Regions from separate parts of the Capsicum annuum genome. Here region 2 is linked to region 1. Evidence: chromatin contacts called from public Hi-C data. All regions are on one chromosome and are shown on one strand. Each heading gives the region's core, a stretch centred on a gene start, on an enhancer-like site or on the middle of the called end of the contact. The rest is flanking DNA. Distances are from core to core; before and after follow the strand shown.

Region 1 (3,112 bases), core at 158-2,657:
GACGATTTATGGAGCAAATAATTTCATTTTTAATATGTTCAGGGGGTGATAGGACTCCTGTGAAGTTCGAGTGTGTAGTTGAAATTTCGGATAAAGATTGAAGGTGTTTTAGACTATTTTCTCTAATTAAACAACAAATTGTTTGTGTATTAAAATAAAAATATCTTTTAAGATGTGTGAAATGAACTCCCTTCTAAATAATTATAAAAAGAAAGGGGCAAATTAATGTATTCGGTGTTGTGTACTTCAACCAAGTTAGTTTTAATTCTTTTGGTGATTAATTTTATTTTTATATGTAATATGTTGAATCTAAATGGATAGATTTTTATTTGTAGACATCCTAATATGACCATCCATTTTTTGGAGTGTACTCTACACAATTGCTATGCCATTAAAGATGAGGGTCATTAAGTTCCTGTAGTTCGTCTCCAGTTGTTTAGTAAAATTTTGGTATAATTTTTTATTTCATAATCTACAACAACAATAATAAATCCAGTATATTTCCACAAAGTGAGGTCTGGGAAGGGTAAAATGTACACAGTCCATACCGCTACCTCCAAAAAATTAGAGAGGTTGTTTCCGATAGACTCCCGGCTCCAGGTAGTGAATAGTAAACAAAGCGTAGTGAAGCAAGATGGATGACATAACATAAAAAGGAATAAGACATACTAAAATAAAAATAAAATAAAGTATAAATCCGAGTAATACTAAATCAGATAAATACGCGCAATAAATAATAGATAAGCGATAGGGCATCCAGAAAACGATACCTCCCTAGTAGTAACAAACATTCACAGACCAGGAACACCTGGGCCCTCCTGACTAGTGGTTTCTACCTACTTGCTACAACTCACGCACTCATCCTAATCTTCTACCCTTATCCGCAACCTCCACGCCTTCCTATCTAGGATCATGTCCTCGGTAAGCTGCAGCTGCTCCATATCATGTCTAATTTTATTTCATAATCTAAATCTTCTATATTAATGTATACTATGTGTACTCTGAAGAGTTACAAACATTTTTGGAGTATTAATCTGCCATTGGGTCTTATTGACTAATTCTCAGTGAATTTATCTAAAAATAACTGGGGTTGAGAGTGAGGGGAGGAAGAGAGAGACGAGAAGGCCTAAAGTTGAGATATTTATCATCACATTTGTTTGGGCAGTGGTAGTAGTTTGCCTCAAATTTGATGTTTAGACGTTTTGAGCTAATATTTTCTGCATTGGTTGTTCCTCACTTAAATGAAATGAACAAGGGGAAGAGTTCATGATGGTAGCCCTATTTGAAGCAATTTTTCTCCAACTGTGACACACTTGTCAAAAGTTAAAAGTAGTATGTCTGCAGGAACTGGCTTTAACTATTTGATCGGGCCACATCCAATTGATAGTCTAATCCCAACCTCTTTGAAAGAAGTTCAAATATATTTCACAGATGGAATAAATTTTGTTCTTTCACTGTATAGGAAATCCAACTCTTTCCTCAAAGATCTCACTTCATATTGGAGATTTCAAAATAGGAGATAGTTTCACATCCATTAAATTCACTTGAAGTTCGAGGTTTTGAGAAAAGAAAAAATACGAAATCATGCGAGATTCTGCTTGCGTTAATCATACAATAGATACGCTTATACAAATTGAGCATCATGTTCTTAGATTTTTTTTTGTCCTGTTATATTTTTTTTAACTGATATTCTTCTTCACCAAATGACTATATGAATACCCCTAACTTAAAATTATATAGCAGGCAAAATGATCTTCTAGACCATTGTACTATGTCAGTTTTATAAGTCAGACACTTCTACTTACATATTTGTCATATGACCCTTGAACCATCAAAAAACAATATTTTCCACCCTTTGACCGTTGACCTTACCTATGTAGCAAGGTCATGGTGATTAGGACAAAGAAAGTGTAGCCATTCACCTCGGGTGCGAGTGGGGGTCAATTTTAGGCCAATTTTACATTAAAATAATTAAAAAATAAAAAAATATTAAAATTTAAAAAAAAATTAAAAAAGGTTCCTTTTTTTCCTCCATCTTTTTAAATTTAAAAATATTTTTAAAAATTTAAAAATAATTTAAAAATATTTTTTAAAATTTTAAAAATAATTTAAAAATATTTTTAAAAATTTAAAAAAAATAAAAAGGGTCCCTTTTTTCCCTCCATCTTTTTAAATTTAAAAATATATTTAAAAATTTAAAAATAATTTTAAAATATTTTTAAAAATTTTAAAAAAATAAAAATATATTTTTCCCTCCCCACCCCACCCCAACACCCGTCCAGCCCTTCCCCACCCCCACCCCAGCCCTTCCCCACTCCCACCCCAGCCCGTCCCCACCCCTCACACCCTACCCAGCCCCATCCCACCCCACCCCAGTCTCTCCACCCCACCCAACCCCGTCCCCACCCCCTCACACCCCACCAGCCCCGTCCAGCCCCCATACCCCTCCCAACTCCATACCCACCCTACCCCAGCCCCCACACCCCACCCCACCACTCTTCCAGCCCCTCGCCCCACACACACGTTCACTTTTTATTTTCTATTTTAATTTTCCCTCTCAATTCAATTCTTTTCATTTTTTTAATTAAAATTTAAATTTGAAATCTTTTTATTTTTTTGGGGATTAAAATTTAAATTTAAATTGAAAGTGAGTGATAGTGAATATTGAAAAAATTAGTGAATTTCGCTTGAAAAAATTAAAATTTTTGTGAATTTGTTAAAAATATTCAAATTTAAAAATAAAAAATTTATTATGTTTGTATATATGAATTTGTAGTTAAAAATTTAAATTAGTTGGAGAAGAATTTTAATTATTTGGAATGGATTTGGTGTTTAATTTGTGAGAAAAAAATAAAAGCATGATTATTCAAATTTTTCTACAATTTATAATTTTTTTCATATTCAATTAATTAATTTTAATATTTAATTTGTTATGTAGCATTTTAAAAATGTCTTGGAATTTAATGTAATATTTTTTATTTTATTTTTTATTTTTTTAAAATGACATGACAGATGACGTGGCTGACGTGTCAGGCATGTCAGGCGTGGCAACTGACATGGCAGCTGACGTGGAGGAGAGTGTGTTACACTCACCAAAAAAGAGTTTAAAATG
Region 2 (3,112 bases), core at 416-2,915, 51 kb after region 1:
AAATAAAATTTGGTCCAAATCTTTATTTTTTCTAGTATTTAAAAATTTAAATCATTTATTAAAGGAAAAATAACTCGGTGGACCATTATACTTGGTCCGATTTGTAAAGTGGATACTCTTATTTATATGTTTGTCATCTAGACTCTTGAACCCATTAAAAAATAATATTTTAAGTACTTTTTCTGACCTGACATCCTATGTGGCTGGGACCACATAGGAGCATGTATTGTAGCCTCCAACCGCGCGTAAGCCATCAAAAATAGGGCCCCAACTGTCTTAATAAGCCCTTTTCATACTCCTTCCTCATTTGCTTTCAACACCATTGTTGGAGTAATTTGAGCTTTTTTTCTCCCTTCTTCTCTATTTTCTCTCTCTAAGTTCTTGTTTTTTTAATTTTTTTCCTACTCTGTCCGTAATATTTCGTAATAATTAAAAATAAATAAATTAAAAAGACCCCCACCCCCGTAGCATTGCAACCCCAACCCCGTAAATCTTTCTTCTTCGTTGGCTATAACCCCTCCACCCCACCCCTCACCCTACCCCCAATCACCCAAAACCTTTCTTCTTCGCACCAGTACAACCCCCCACCCCCACCCCCACCCCCTCAGTCAAAAAAAAAATAACCAGTAGCTTATTTATTATTTTTGTGAAATTGACAAAAAAGATTAATGCTTGTTAATTGTTTTTGTGAAATTTGATTCCTTCTTAAAATCAATTTGTTTTGAAATGTAAAGTTAGCCTCTTTTGATTCGAAGATTATATGGAGGTTGTATTTATATTTGATTTTCTTTCTTCCTTTTATTTAGATTGTTAATTTTTTTCTGTGAGAAGAAAAATTGAATCTTAATCCATTTTTCGCTGCCAATTATGGATTGTTAATTATAGGAATGACAGGAATAAATTGATGGTGTGTGTTTGTTCAAGAAGAAAAAGCATCAAGGAAGAAGCTGCAAATTTTACTTTTTTTTTTTTAATTCTAAATTTAAAATTTTTACTTTGGTAATATTTAATTTCTTATGTAGTATTTTAAAAATAATGTGACATTTAATATAGCATTTAAAATAACGTAAAAATTGACGTGACAACAATTATGTTAACACATCGAAATAGGATTTAAAGTATTATTTTTTAATAGATTCACGGGTTCAGATGATAAATATATAAGTAAGAGTATCACCTTACAAATCAGACAAGTACAAAGGTCCACCTAGCTATTTTGCCTTTATTAAATAATAGTAACAAATTATACAAGTTTTTTCTCAAGAAATACTAGAAAATCTATGGTCCTGTTTTTGGATTGGGAATGAAGAATCTAGAAAATAATTGGCTGCATGCTGGACCCACATCAGTGAGAATAAAATAGCAAAATTTAAAAATAACATACTTATTTCCTTAATTATAAGTTTCATAGCAATAATTTCATAATTACATAATATAACAATTTATATTTTATATCTTTATAAACTGTTGTTAAAAAAATATAAATACATATAATTTTTATTGCCTCAATAATTGGTATGTATTTTATATTTTTGTAAATTATTGCTATAAAAATACAAATACATATGTTAAAAAATATAATTTGATAAAAATATTCCTACTTTTTATAATTTAATATTTAAATATGGTGCTTATATGTATTTTTTCCTAAAATCTACACACTGCAAGATCCACAATCACATACTACATTGTAAGGTCAAAGTTTTAAATTAAGAATTGTCTGGAACGAACGCGAAGGCAATAGAACATCAATAATAATAAGTAAACAGCTTTAATTTTGAAAAAGATTGATCCAACAGCTGGAGTCTCGCTATCGGAACATTCTGGAAATAGAACTTTTTCCTTTATAAACTTCTTACTTCTCTTCTCCAATCACAGGAAGAAATTGCTTCATTTGCTTAATTGCTTTGCGAACTTCACATTTTAATTTCTTCTTCTTTGTTTCTGTAGTTTTTTGGATTGGTTAAAAAGATGGCGGGAAAAGGTGAAGGACCAGCAATTGGAATTGATTTGGGTACTACATATTCATGTGTGGGTGTATGGCAACATGATCGTGTAGAGATTATAGCTAATGATCAAGGGAATAGGACTACACCTTCTTATGTTGCTTTTACTGATACTGAACGTTTGATTGGTGATGCTGCTAAAAATCAAGTGGCTATGAATCCTATTAACACTGTCTTTGGTATGTAACTATTTCTCTTTTGCTTGTTACGCATTGCTTTATATTTTTTTAAAACATTGAGTTTAAGGTAGTAATTAATAGGATTGAATTATTCAGAAAAAATTTCAAACTTTCTGTATTATTTTTCTGCTCTGTTTTTTTTTTTTCTTTCTTTTTTTGGTGATATAGTTAGTAAAAACAAGTTAGAGCAACAAGTTGAGCTTATGGTTTCAGTATTCTTCCCCTTTTATGTTAATGTGCTTTAGATTAATAATTACTATATTATATTAAATAAATTTCTTACGACAGATAATAGAGTTTGGACTTAGGTTGTCAGAATCCGCACCTTGTTCTCTAGCTCTGCCACGGACTAGAAAGAGATTAGTAATAGAATTGAGTCATTGACGTACGTTTGCAGAAGGTGGAAACTTTTTCTTTCTTCTAAATAATTCAGCAGTTAATAATTGATTCTTTGGTTTACTGTATTACCTTTCACATGGAACGAACAATTTCTTTATGCCCAGCTTGAGTTTTTTTTTTTTTTTTTTTTTTAAAGATTTAACATGATGAATTTTTTATAGAATAAAGGCTACGGGTCAAGTTTTACATTTAAAAAATATTAAGTTTTTTCTTGAGAGTTTAGAATTTGAAATAATGATTTCATATCCCATGTCCAAACGCAAGATTATAGATTATGTGCCGAATGTTAATAACTTTGAATAGAGTGGCATGACTTAGATTGAAATTATGCAGACTCCTACTAATTTTTTATTTGAAGTTGCTGAGAACTGGAATGAGCTCCCAATTTGTCTTTGGAAGATCAGTTATAGAGTATTTGAAGTAACATAAGCTTAAAATTAATTTGGAAAGTTATAGTGAGTCATAGAGTCTTAATAATTTGAGATTGAAGTATACGATTTGTTTTGCTGTTTATGAACGACTTAAACT

The links. Hi-C and Micro-C count contacts between places; a contact is called where the count stands out from the background.
Region 2: a Hi-C map of leaf shows a contact between it and region 1, with 3 times the contacts expected there. The contact joins the promoter of LOC107847347 here to the enhancer-like site in region 1. A contact is called at or near these places in 3 of 5 Hi-C or Micro-C datasets (bud, leaf and placenta).

What each region holds. Positions count from the first base shown.
Region 1 is chr11:201,419,279-201,422,390 of UCD10Xv1.1, forward strand. No RefSeq gene overlaps it. Among protein-coding and RNA genes, the nearest start is that of LOC124888950, 37 kb to the left of the region's middle. Within about 2 kb of position 1,408, at least 4 of the 5 cell types and tissues checked have an H3K27ac peak or open chromatin away from gene starts, as enhancers often do. A contact at or near this core is called in bud and leaf, where this site is marked.
Region 2 is chr11:201,470,033-201,473,144 of UCD10Xv1.1, forward strand. LOC107847347 (heat shock cognate 70 kDa protein) reads left to right here and starts at 1,666. Exons shown (of 2, transcript XM_016691536.2): 1 at 1,666-2,185. The coding sequence starts at 1,972.